Regions from separate parts of the Ovis aries genome. Here all the other regions are linked to region 1. Evidence: chromatin contacts called from public Hi-C data. All regions are on one chromosome and are shown on one strand. The core of a region is the stretch at or near the end of the contact, and the rest is flanking DNA. Distances in the headings are between cores, read along the strand shown. Region 1 holds the start of TM7SF2 (transmembrane 7 superfamily member 2). Region 2 holds the start of CDC42EP2 (CDC42 effector protein 2). Region 3 holds the start of POLA2 (DNA polymerase alpha 2, accessory subunit). Region 4 has its middle 17 kb from the start of POLA2.

What was found. Hi-C and Micro-C count contacts between places; a contact is called where the count stands out from the background.
Region 2: a Hi-C map of hypothalamus shows a contact between it and region 1, with 2.1 times the contacts expected there. The contact joins the promoter of CDC42EP2 here to the promoter of TM7SF2 in region 1. A contact is called at or near these places in 5 of 16 Hi-C or Micro-C datasets (blood, hypothalamus and liver).
Region 3: a contact with region 1 is called in a Hi-C map of hypothalamus, with 3 times the contacts expected there. The contact joins the promoter of POLA2 here to the promoter of TM7SF2 in region 1. A contact is called at or near these places in 2 of 16 Hi-C or Micro-C datasets (hypothalamus and liver).
Region 4: a contact with region 1 is called in a Hi-C map of tail adipose tissue, with 7 times the contacts expected there. The contact joins the enhancer-like site here to the promoter of TM7SF2 in region 1. A contact is called at or near these places in 7 of 16 Hi-C or Micro-C datasets (blood, liver, mixed tissues and 3 more).

The regions. Positions count from the first base shown.
Region 1 is chr21:39,767,475-39,770,576 of ARS-UI_Ramb_v3.0, forward strand. TM7SF2 (transmembrane 7 superfamily member 2) reads left to right here and starts at 1,553. Exons shown (of 10, transcript XM_027959927.2): 1 at 1,553-1,721; 2 at 2,183-2,295; 3 at 2,401-2,455; 4 at 2,814-3,008; 5 at 3,088-3,102. The coding sequence starts at 1,670. It overlaps VPS51 (VPS51 subunit of GARP complex), which reads left to right. Exons shown (of 10, transcript XM_027959926.2): 8 at 45-166; 9 at 278-365; 10 at 968-1,352. The coding sequence ends at 1,228.
Region 2 is chr21:39,967,263-39,970,364 of ARS-UI_Ramb_v3.0, forward strand. CDC42EP2 (CDC42 effector protein 2) reads left to right here and starts at 1,689. Exons shown (of 2, transcript XM_012102126.4): 1 at 1,689-1,761.
Region 3 is chr21:39,923,569-39,926,670 of ARS-UI_Ramb_v3.0, forward strand. POLA2 (DNA polymerase alpha 2, accessory subunit) reads left to right here and starts at 1,567. Exons shown (of 18, transcript XM_004019668.6): 1 at 1,567-2,025. The coding sequence starts at 1,947.
Region 4 is chr21:39,907,053-39,910,154 of ARS-UI_Ramb_v3.0, forward strand. No RefSeq gene overlaps it. Among named protein-coding and RNA genes, the nearest start is that of POLA2, 17 kb to the right of the region's middle. Within about 2 kb of position 1,694, at least 4 of the 54 cell types and tissues checked have an H3K27ac peak or open chromatin away from gene starts, as enhancers often do.

The DNA of each region.
Region 1 (3,102 bases), core at 303-2,802:
TCCCCATGCTCTGGCCTCCTTGCAGTTCCTCCTTCTGCCACCAGGTGGGGCTCCTGTATGAGGAAGGTGTTCGGAAGGCCCAGAGCAGCGACTCCAGCAAGAGGACCTTCTCGGTTTACAGCAGCTCCCGGCAGCAGGGCCGCTATGCACCCAGCTATACACCCAGGTCTGACTGGTCAGGGTAGCCCCGGGGGGGGCGGGGGGGGGGCGGTGGGGGTGGAAGAAGGAAGACTGGGGTGCAGGGGTGGGCTCTGATTTCTTGTCTCCCCCCATCCAGTGCCCCAATGGACACCAACCTCTTGAGCAACATTCAGAAACTGTTCTCTGAGCGTATTGATGTGTTCAGCCCTGTGGAGTTCAATAAGGTTCGAATACCCCAGTGGCCCTGCCTTCCCTGGGCCCCTTGGGAAGGTCAGCTGCAGCAGCCCCACATTCGTCCCAGGAAGCCCTGGGACTCAGTCCCCTCGTCTCTGTTTCTGGGAAATGTGTCTAGGAGCAAGTGCTCACCCAGCGCCCCACCACGACCGCCTCATCGCTCTCGGCCTTGCCCTGGGTGTGCTCTAAGCCTGCGTCTGAGGGGTCACCTAGTCTGCCTCTTTGGCCTTTGTTCTTAGGCCCTCCATAGTCGTGGCTCCTCCCTGGGGATTGCTGTTCCCCCCATGATCTCCGCCCCCACCCAGCCCGTGCTCAGGAACCCGGTGCTCTCCCTCCAACGTAGTAAGCCTTTCCCCTCCCTACGTCCATGCTGACGCCATCTCTGCCTCAGATCGCTGGGCCCTCCTTGTCTGCTCCCCCCCAGGTGATGAGGCCGACATCCTATTTCCCTCTTACCTGGGTTCTGGGACTTTCTACCCCATCACAGCTACTGGCCCCTGGCCCCTGCACGGAACGCGGGTGCCTTCAGGGGTCTAGTGCCCCTCCCCAGCACCTGCTGTGTGGCTCTGCAGCCTCATGTCCCTGTCCACAGGTGTCAGTGCTGACCGGCATCATCAAGATCAGCCTGAAGACACTGCTGGAGTGCGTGCGGCTGCGCACCTTTGGGCGCTTCGGGCTGCAGCAGGTGCAAGTGGACTGCCACTTCCTGCAGCTCTACCTGTGGCGCTTCGTGGCTGATGAGGAGCTTGTGCACCTGCTGCTGGATGAAGTGGTGGCTTCAGCTGCCCTGCGCTGCCCGGACCCAGTGCCCATGGAACCCAGTGTCGTTGAGGTCATCTGTGAGCGCGGCTAGGCTCCGTCACGGCCATGCATGGGCTTGCCCAGTCGCCCCAATCCGCCCATCCCCTGGTCTCCTGCCCCGGCGGCCCTTCCCCTCAAGCTCTGCCTACTGCCTAATAAAGTCATGCTGTCTCCTCCTCTCTGTCGCTTCCGGGGAGGCTGGGCGGGACTTGGAGGACTGGGGTGGAGCTGTGAGACTGCAGAGGCTGCTTTGGAGGTGCTCACGTTGGTCTCGCCCCCGGGAGCTGATTGGCTGACCCGCTGGGCCCAGGATGGGCCGGGGGCGGGTCCATTTAAAGACCTCGGGACAAAAGCGGTCGCTGTCTGCTGCCCAGACAGGTGCAAGCCCAGCTGGGCTCGGTCCTCCTCGGCAGTGAGCCCACCTCCTGGGGGATGGGGTGGGCTGTGTTTCCTTGATGTCTGAGAGGTTCCAGCCCCCAGCGCAGCGGAGACCATGGCCCCTCCTCAGGGCTCTCGGGCCCCGCTGGAATTCGGAGGACCCTTGGGTAATGGGGCAGAGAGGGGTACTTAAGGCCTGAGACTTAGAGGGAGAACTGGAGGGTTGAGCTGTGAACAGGGATCTGAGGGTGAAAGACCGCGAGGTATCGGGGGGCAGTGGGATCTAGGGGTTTGCAGGGGAGTGTCGGGAGAAGGGGCTGCAGAGCTGGGGATTTGTGCAGTGGAGGACTGGGCCGACTAGGGGAATAGGAGTGGAGTCCTCCGGGGGAGCAAGATAGAAGTCAGAGAACGGGACCAAGGGCTGAGAACCGGGTAAGGAAGAGGGCAGTGGGAATGCCGAGGGAGCCCTGGATATGGAAAGGTGCCTGTGGGGGTCAGGGAGAGCCGGAGAGCGGACCCCCAGACGGATCGCCGCCTTCCCCAGGCGCCGCGGCGCTGATGCTGCTGCTCCCGGTCACTATGTTCCACCTGCTACTGGTGGCCCGCTCGGGACCGGCGCGCCTTCTAGGCCCACCCCCCTACCTGCCGGGACTGGAGGAGCTGTGGAGCCCGTGGGCGCTGTTGCTCTGTCTCACCTGGCTCGGCCTGCAGGCGGCGCTCTACCTCTTGCCGGCGCGCAAGGTGTGGCCTCTGCTCGCGAACGCGCGGGGGAGGCGGCGGAGGGCAGGGGCTCGGCGAGAAGGAAGGCCCCCCTCAACCCTTATCAGAACCGCTTTGTGCCCGCAGGTGGCTGAGGGGCAGGAATTGAAGGACAAGAGTCGACTGCGCTACCCCATTAACGGTGCCTGGGGGCTAGGTCCTTGCGTGGAGCTGCGGGTTTGGCGGGTGGAGCCCCGGGCCCAATGGGAAGGTCATAGAGATGCGCCCGCGACCCCAGACACTTATTTTGCGCCTCTTTTACACCCAGGACAGACATAGGGGGTTTCATTGGTTCCGTCCACACCCCTCCTTTCTCCATTCCTAGCACTTGCTGCTACTCAGAGACGTGGCTGGGGTGACCCCCCCAAGAGCCAGTGCCAGATTAGTGGCTAGGTCTGCAACCTCCCTGGGCTTTAGGTTGTGTGTGTGTGTTCAGGGGTGGGGGGCGGCGGAGGTGGAGAGTCAATCCCAGGACTCACCATGTGCTGCGTGCGGTTCAGGCTTCCAGGCCCTGGTGCTGACAGCCCTCCTGGTGGGCCTGGGGGTGTCAGCCGGGCTGCCCCTGAGCGCGCTCCCGGAAATGCTCTTGCCCTTGGCATTTGCGGCCACCCTCACCGCCTTCATCTTCAGCCTCCTTCTGTATCTGAAGGCTTTGGTAGCCCCTGCCTCGGCCCTGGCACCTGGAGGGAACTCAGGTGAGAGGAGACCCGGTCGGGTAAGGATAGAGGCAGATGGGGGTGCTGGCTTGCAGCTTCACCCTCCTTTATTCTCCAGGCAATCTCATCTACG
Region 2 (3,102 bases), core at 439-2,938, 200 kb after region 1:
TTCTTCGGTGCTCAGCCGTTTTTTATTGTCCAGCTCTCACATCCATAAGCTGGAGGCTTAAAACAACACAAATTTATAAACTTCCAGTCCCATTGATGAGAAGTTCCAACATGGGTCTAAAATCAAGCTCAGTGGGCTGTGTTTCTTCTGGATGCTCGAGGGGACGACCCGCTTCCTTGTTTTTTTCCAGCTTCTAGAGGCTGGCCTGCTTGTGGCCCCTTCCTCCATCTTCCTAAGCAGCAACACAGAGTTTCTGCATCATCACATCTCTTTTTCTGACACTCCAGTCTCCCTCTTCCACTTTAAGAACCATCAGTCATTATTGTGCTGGACCCACCCAGATAATTCCGATAATCTCTCTGGTTTTTTGTTTTGTTTTTTAAAAGCACAACACAATTTTTAAAAACTCATTTATTTGTCTGTGTTGGGTCTTTCTTGCCTCATGTGGGATCTTTTGTTGCAGCACAAGGGCTCTCTAGTTGGGGGTGCACCGGTTTAGTTTCTCTGCTGCACGTGGGATCTTAGTTCCCTACCCAGGGGTAGAACCCATGCCCCTTGCATTGCAGGGTGGCTTCTTAACCACTGGACTACCAGGGAAGTCCCAATCTCTCTGTTTTAAAGTCAGTTGATTAGCAACTCTAATTCCATTGGCAAACTTAATTGTTCTTTGCCATGTAACAAAATACATTCACAGGTTGCCCCTCTTTAGGGGGAGCCATTACTCTGCCTACTGGATTCTGCTTCTCCCCATCCTTCCCTCCCTCCTGGCTTAGCGGACCTTCACCTCCACCCTCAGCATCCTTCCCTCCTTCAGGATGCCTTCCTGACCCCCCTCTCCTCGAGTCCCTCCCACATTTACAGAATGGAAGATTTTATCATCTTGGTCATATTGTACTGTCACAGCTCTCAGGTCCCCTTACCTCAGTACCATCCACCCTTTGCAGGGTATGCCTTTCAGTAAATGTTTCTTCCACTGAATGAACGAATGAACCCACCAACCAACCAATCAATAATCCTCGTGGTCAGCACCATTGGCGAGCCCCAGGACCTCACCCTGCAGCAGCTCAAGCCCCACCCAATCTTGTAAAGAGTCTGAGTACCAGTCCCACCCCCGCCCCGGAAGCCACCTAGCCTGAAGATAAATACGGTAAATACGGGAGTGGCCGGGCCACTCATCCCGCGCACACCCCCAAAGCCTTCCTTTCTAGGAGACGGCAAACTTTTGAAAGCTCTCGGAAGTCTGTAATGTATTGACGTAAGCGCCTCCGAGGCCTCATTCATTTCCTCAGCAGTCACTAAATACTTTTATGCCAGTGCCCTCCAGGGAGGGAACCCTCCGGGGACGCTTCTCTTCTGAATTCTAAAGAATTCGGTCTTCCGGCTACCTCCCCCCTCGGCCGTCGTAGAACCGAGAGTTTTGGCTCTGACGGACATAGCCGGAGTCCGCGGAGTCCAGCTCCATTACCCGACGCGGCCCGGCCCGCAGCCTCCCGAGCTCGGACTGGACCCCCGGGTCCCCGCGGCTGCCGGACCTCTACGCTGCGCCTGGGAAGAGGGAGCCGAAGCGGGCCCGCGAGTGGGGCGAGGCTGTGGGTGTGGCCTAGATGGGGCGGCCCCGGCATTGGCTCTACGGGCAGGGGGCGGGGCCTCAGGGGCCACGGTCTTCCCTGTAAGTTCGCAGCTCAGGTCTATCCCACCGCCGCGCGGTCCAGCTCCTGCGCTTTCGCCTCTCTCGGGTCAGCCGCCTAAACGCGCGTCAAGGTGAGTTCAGGCCCGACTCTGCAGCCAGACCGCGGCTCCTGGGGCGGGGCGGGGTGAGGCGGGGGGTGTCCCTCTAGAGGCCCATCCTTAAGGCGCCTCATCCTTGATCGCGCCTCGGGCCCCAACTCATCTCTACGTAGGTCCTTTCTGCCGTGAGATGCACGGCCTTTCTCACCCGCGCCTCGGTCCCGGCGGCCACGCCCGCGTTCCCCTCGGCCTGCTGGGCGCCGCGCATCCCGAACCCAAATTCCTGGTCCAGTCCTCCATGCTGCGCCGGGCCCCCCGCCCCACCCCCGGGACCCGGGAGTGCCCTCCTGCCTTTCAGCGCTCTCGCCTGGACCCGGGGTCGTATTTTTAGTAGACGGTGAGGTGTCCTCCTATCTTTAGCCGTGGCCGCGAGTGTCCTGAAACGGATCCGGACTGGGCTGGGCTGCGCTCGAATAGAGGGCGGGGAGGGGGTCGGCCCCGGAACCGGAGCTGGGGCTGAGTAGCAGGACCCGCCGGAGCCACGGGGCGGGGGCCGCACGCCCGAACTCTGGCCCTGCGCCGAGCGGACACTCGGACATCGCCTAGGCCGGAAAGCACAGGGGAGGCCCCTCCCTGAGCTTGGATAACCGGGCAGGGTCCCCGATCGCTCCCTCTTCCCCCTATTGTCTGGTTGTGAGCCCAGAATCCTCCAAGGGAAGAAAATCCTGCAGACAGTCCCCACCTGGTACGCGAACGTGCGTGCGTCTCCTTGGGAGGCGCCTGCCTAGAACTGTAGATTCGCTCGAGACCCCGGTGCGTGCAGGACCCCTCCGGGACAAGGAGCGGTAGAGGGAGAGCGCGCGCCACCTGGTGGCCACGGAACCGAGCGCTGCTCTGCACAGGGAAGTTGGGAGACCCCGCGGCCAGCGAGGGCGCCTGTACTGGAGGACCCCGCCGCCCAGGGGCTGCTCTTTTTCGGTCTTGTCTGGAGCACTGTCCCCGGAGAACCAGAATGCTTGAGGAAGTCCCTATAGCTATTTGTTGAATAAATGTCGAGGCTGACAGTGACCCGCTAACCCCCTCCTACATCCACACTCTCTCTGACTTCCAGTAACTCCCTGGTAATGGCCTTGTTGTCATCCCATTTCATGGATGAGGAAGGTGAGGACCAGAGAGAAAAGATGTTTTCCAGGTAGCAATGGGTTCAAGGTTGGGGGCCTACCTTTGGATCATCCCTGGTGGGGAGTGGCCTAGTATTCCTTGTGAGGAGGGGGCTCTGCCTCCAAGAAGTCATTACCTCTGAAGGAGGCCCCGGGCTCTTTCCAGAGCAGGCCCACAGAGCTGGGATGGCTCCTATCTACTCCTTCCAAAGCT
Region 3 (3,102 bases), core at 317-2,816, 160 kb after region 1:
AAACCCCAGTTCGATTCCTGGATAGGGAAGATCCCCTGGAGATGGGATAGGTACCCACTCCAGTATTCATGGGCTTCCCTGGTGGCTCAGACGGTAAAGAATCCTCCTGCAATGTGGACAACCTGGCTTCGATCCCTGGATTGGGAAGATCCCCTGAAGGAGGGCATGGCAACCCACTCCTGTATTCTTGCCTGGAGTATCCCATGGACGGAGGACCCTGGTGGGCTAAGAGTTGGACATGGTTGAGCAACTAACCAGTTACAGCTTTTGCATTCAGAAGGCTAGCTTTCGTGCCAGGTAAGTCACCCTGCTTATTTAACTTACATGCAGAGTACATCATGCGAAATGTGGGGCTGGATGAAGCACAAGCTGGAATCAAGACTTCTGGGAGTAATATCAATAACCTCAGATACACAGATGACACTACCCTTATGGCAGAAAGCAAAGAGGAACTAAAGAGCCTCTCGATGAAAGTGAAAGAGGCGAGTGAAAAGCTGGCTTAAAACTCAACATTCAAAAAACTAAGATCATGGCATCCGGTCCCATCACTTCATGGCAAATAGATGGGGAAACAATGGAAATAGTAGTTTATTTTCTTGGGCTCCAAAATCACTGCAGATGGTGACTGCAGCCATGAAATTGAAAGATACTTGCTCCTTGGACAAAAAGCTATGATCAACCTAGGCAGTATATTAAAAAGCAGAGACATTACTTTGCCAACAAAGGTCCATCTACTCAAAGCTATGGTTTTTCCAGCTACGGTTTTTCATGTATGGTTGTGAAAGTTGGACCATAAAGAAAGCTGACTACCAAAGAATTGATGCTTTTGAACTGTGGTGTTGGAGTAGAGCCCCTTGGACTGCAAGGAGATCAAACCAGTCCATCCTAAAGGAAATCAGTCCTGAATATTCATTGGAAGGACTGATGCTGAAGCTCCAAAACTTTGGCCACCTGATGCAAAGAACTGACTCCTTGGAAAAGACCCTGATGCTGGGAAAGATTGAAGGCAGGAGGAGAAGGGGACGACAGACGATGAGATGGTTGGATGGCATCACCGACTCGACAGACATGAGTTTGAATAAACTCTGGGAGTTGGTGATGGACAGGGAAGCCTGGTGTGCTGCCATCCCTGGGGTCGCAGAGTCGGACGCGACTGAGCGACTGAACTAAACCGAAGGAATCTCTTCCCAGGTGGCGCTAGTGGTCAAGAATCCGCCTGCCAATCCAGGACAAGTAAGAGATTCAGGTTGGATCCCTGGGTAGGGAAGATCCCCTGGAGGAGGAAATAGCAACCCACTCCAGTATTCTGCCGAGAAGCCCAAGAACAGAGGAGTCTGTGGGCCTACGGTCCATGGGCTCGCAAAGAGTCAGACATGACTGAAGACTTAGCGCAGCACCAGGGCTAACTGCGGAGCGGCGGGTAGAGCGGGCGGGCAGCCAGGCACCGGGGCGCGAGCCGGCGCTCAGGCGTTTGTGCTCAAGCTTGGACGCGCGTGCGCGCGCATAGTCAGGGACCCGACAGCCGGAAGCAGGGGGAAGTGGTGGGGCTGAACCTGGGTCTCGCGCATGCGTGCGCCGTACAAAGCATTTGGCGGGTTTTTCCGGGCTCTACTGTTTTGCTCCCATCACTGAGAAGCTCTGCAGTGGCTTTTAGGAAGCAGGACGTTCTCCCCAAGAGAACGAGCTTCTCAAGCTTTCTGTTTTCTTCCTCTAGGCGTTTGAGGGCTTCCAAAAAAAGAAAGAAAAAGTGTTTCTCCGTGACTGACGACTGGGGCCTTCTGACCGCCTGAGGTCTTGGGCCATTTGGTCACTCTCCGCCTCAGGCCCTCGGAGGGTGAAAGGCTCAGAGGGACCTCGTTCTGCTCATCGATCTCCACGCTTGTGGGTTTCTTGGCGTCAGGTCGGAGCTAGGGTGGGCCCGGCCCCGGTCCCCGTCCTGGGTCATCATGGCTGTGTCCGCCCAGCTCTTGGTGGAGGAGTTGCACATCTTCGGCCTAGAATGCGAGGAGGCTGTGACTGAGAAATGTGAGTTCCTTGCCCCCTCTCTGGACCCCACCCAGGTCCACCCCCCCCTGCTCGATTCCGAGGTTCACCTCCCCTAGATGGGGCTTGTCGGTGTTTGTGAGATGAGTGAAACTGAGTTTGAGACTTTGAAATGCTCACAGGGTACTGCTTGGATCCCAACTGAAAAATAAGAATGTGAAGAATGGTTTTCAGTCAGCGCAGTTGCACAGAATTTGGAAAATGTTTAAAGCTCAACAGCAAAGCAAGAGATGTTGGGATTTTGAAATGTAGCTTTTTATTTCTGGCTCCTCCCTTTCCAGCCTACACCTAAACTTCTGCTGATCCATCAACTTCTCATCAAAACTGTTGGTGGTCTGTGCAAATAAGAGTCCCTGACATGGGTTCCTAAAATTAAATTTTAGCTTTGCAAGGAACTTTAAGGAGCTTGTCAGCTGATGCTGACAAAGTTTACGGGTGGAGAAACCTATTGTTGTTGTTTAGAGGCTGCTGCTGCTGCTAAGTCACTTCAGTCGTGTCTGACTCTGTGCGACCCCAGAGATGGCAGCCCACCAGGCTCTCCCGTCCCTGGGATTCTCCAGGCAAGAACACCGGAGTAGATTGCCATTTCCTTCTCCAATGCATGAAAGTGAAGTCACTCAGTCGCATCCAGCTGTCAGCGACCTCTGCAGGCTAGACGTGTCCAGCTGTTTTACGACCCCATGGACTGTAGCCTGCAAGGCTCCTGTGTCCATGAGATTTTCCAGGCAAGATACTGGAGTGGGTTGCCATTTACTTTTCCAGGGGATCTTCCCGACCCAGAGATCGAACCTATGTCTGCTGCACTGCAGGCAGATTCTTTACCACTGAGCCATAGAGAAACAGATGAGGAAAGTTAGTTGCCTGAGCTGGTCTGTGAACCAGGTCTCCTACGCCTGCGTCCAGTACCCCATTGTATTGATGAGGCTCTAGGGCAGTGTCAGGAAGCAAACTCTTGGGAGGTGTGGAGTTACCGGTTTTAGAATCAGGATGATCATGCATCTGCCTTTACCCTTCGTCAGCACATTGAACTTGAATGCAAACGTTAATTTATGAAAGACT
Region 4 (3,102 bases), core at 444-2,943, 140 kb after region 1:
GGTGGCTTCTCCTGTCTCGGGGCACAGGCTGCAGGCACACAGGCTTCAGTAGTCGCAGCACGCAGGCTCAGTACGTACGGCTCTCGGGCGCTAGAGCGTGGGCTCTGCAGTTTCAGTGCAGAGGCTTAGTTGCTTGGTATTATGTGAAATCTCCCCAGGTCGGGGATGGAACCTATGTCCTTTGCATTGGCAGGCAAGCTCTGATCCACTGAGCCACTGGGAACGTTCTTGTTTTGTGTTTTAAAGAGGAGGTTGTTGGGACTTCACCAGTGGTCTAATGGCTAAGACCCTGCAACTCTCAAGGCATGGGGCCGGGGTTCAATCCCTGGTCAGGGAACTTGATCCCACATCCCACAATTAAGCATTCACATGCCGCCTGGAGAGGGGTAGCTGGGGCCAGTCTGGGCAGAGGCTTAAGGCTTCAGCAGGATGTGGTTCTTCATCCTATTAACAAAGGGAAATGAAGGATTGGTCTTATGTAAGACGGGGCAAGACGCAAGAGGTGACAGGTATGACAGGATTACATTACTTTTCGAAAAGATTGCTCTAGCTACAGAGTATTAATAGAAAATAGATTGGAAGGGAGCCAGAGTGCTGTGGGGACCAATCCAGCCATCCTGGTGAGACAGACTGGTAGGAATATAATGCAGGTCACATGTGTAATTTAAAATTTTCTAGTGGCCACATTTGAAGAAGTAAAAAAGAGGGACTTCCCTGGTGGTCTAGTGGTTAAGAATCCACCTTGCAATGCAGGGGACACAGATTCAATTCCTGGTCTTGGAAGATTCCACATACAGAGGCGCAGCTAAGCCTGTGTGCCCCAGCTACTGAGCCCAAGCCACTGCAAGGAGAGGCACGTGCACCGCAGCTAGAGAAAGCCCACATGCAGCAGCAAAGACCCAGCACAGCCAAAGAAAGGAAAAAGAAATTAATTTATAATATACAGTATAATAAAACATGACATTTACTTAATATATTCAGAATATCATCATTTCAACCTGTGACCAATATAAAGCCGTATTAATGAGCTGTTTTACATTCTTTCGTTGGCCTCTAGCCAGCACTCCGCCTATATCCTCCCTCCACATGTGTCAACTCATTTTGTTTCTGTAGCCATCCTGGAGTCCAGCAGTCCTTCCACCTGGTTTTATACCCATTTGACCAATGAGGAAACTGAAGTGCGGCGGTCAGCTCATCAGTCTGAGGTTACAAAGGGCTCGACTTGAGTGCACAGAGTGGAAACCTGCACCCAGTCTCGGCCGGCACCTCTACTGGCTGCAGGACCCTAAGCAAGGCCCTCCAGCCGCCAGCTTCTTCCCTTTGTTTAGTCAATAAGCACCTCCCGAAAGCATCTACCTGCCAAGGGTCAGCACTGAGATGTCAGCGCAGACATGTGATCTGCCTTAGGGAGCCTGCGGGAAAATGAGCTGGAGAGACATGAATCCAAGACAAATGAATGACAAAGGTGAAAATAAAGCTGTGTTGAGGGTCATGAAGGAGAGGTTCTGGAGGTCAAGGAAGAGGCCTTGAGAAAGAGGAGTTGGAGTCAATCCGTGAAGACGGGACACAAGAACATTCCAGGTGCAAAACAGAGCGGAGAACAAAACCTCTGTGGAGGATGGACCAGCATGGCCTGAGAAAGGAGAACAAAGGCCGAGCCTGGGGGTGGGGATCCAGGGCTAAGAGGAATCCACGGCAAGGGTTCTACCCAAGGGGCGGGACTGACGTGACAACACTTGCATTTCAAACAGATCAGAGACCAAAATAAGGAAGCGACTGACTGACAGGGTAGGCTTCCCTGCTGGCTCAGGCCGGTAAAGAACCTGCCTGCAATGCAAGAGACCAAGCTTCCATCTCTAGGTTGGGAAGATCCCCTGGAGGAGGGCATGACAAACCACTCCAGTGTTCTTGCCTGGAGAAGCCCATGGACAGAGGAGACTGGCGGGCTACAGTCCATGGAGTCACAAAGAATCAGACACATTTGAGCTACTAAAACACACACACACACACACACACACACACACACGGGAGTAGAGGCTGGTTGCAGTAATGCCACACAAGGTTGCCTTGCTGCTAAGCCACTTCAGTCGTGTGCGACTCTGTGCGACCCCATAGACGGCAGCCCACCAGGCTCCTCCATCCCAGGGATTCTCCAGGCAAGAACACTGGAGTGGGTTAAGGTTGCCTTAGGAGTAAGGAAAACTCGGGACAGGCACCCAGCAGAGTGAATGCACAGTAGACACCCACTGCGGTTACTATGACCGCAGCCTTCAGCCCACCCAGGAAGTACCATCTTTGTAACATTCCCTCCCCCTGCCCCCTCCCCAACTCTGCACCTCAGACTTGATAGGAACTCAATAAAGTGTAGTTAATTATCTCAAGGTTCATAGCTTTCTTTTTTAAAATCTTGCCTCCCTCTATTCAGAATGTTTTAGTTTCCCATAGCAACAGCCTGGGAGTCTGGGAAGGACAAAGGTTGAATAATCTTGCAAAAACTCAGTCCCTGGGACTGTGCCGCACTGCCGCCACCTGGTGGCAACATGTCTACACTACAGGGCAAGGCCTCCAGGCAATACTAGTCCCAGAATTCAGTTCAGTTCAGTTCAGTCGCTCAGTCGTGTCCGACTCTTTGCGACCCCATAAATCACAGCACGCCAGGCCTCCCTGTCCATCACCAACTCCTGGAGTTCACTCAAACTCACGTCCATCTAGCCGGTGATGCCATCCAGCCATCTCATCCTCTGTCGTCCCCTTCTTCTGCTCCCAATCCCTCCCAGCTTCAGAGTCTTTTCCAATGAGTCAACTCTTCTCATGAGGTGGCCAAAGTACTGGAGTTTCAGCTTTAGCGTCATTCCTTCCAAAGAAATCCCAGGGCTGATCTCCTTCAGAATGGACTGGTTGGATCTCCTTGCAGTCCAAGGGACTCTCAAGAGACTTCTCCAACACCACAGTTCAAAAGCATCAATTCTTTGGTGCTCAGCTTTCTTCACAGTCCAACTCTCACATCCATACATGACTACTGGAAAAACAATAGCCTTGACTAGACGGACCTTTGTTGGCAATGTCTCTGCTTTTGAATATGCTATCTAGGTTGGTCATAAC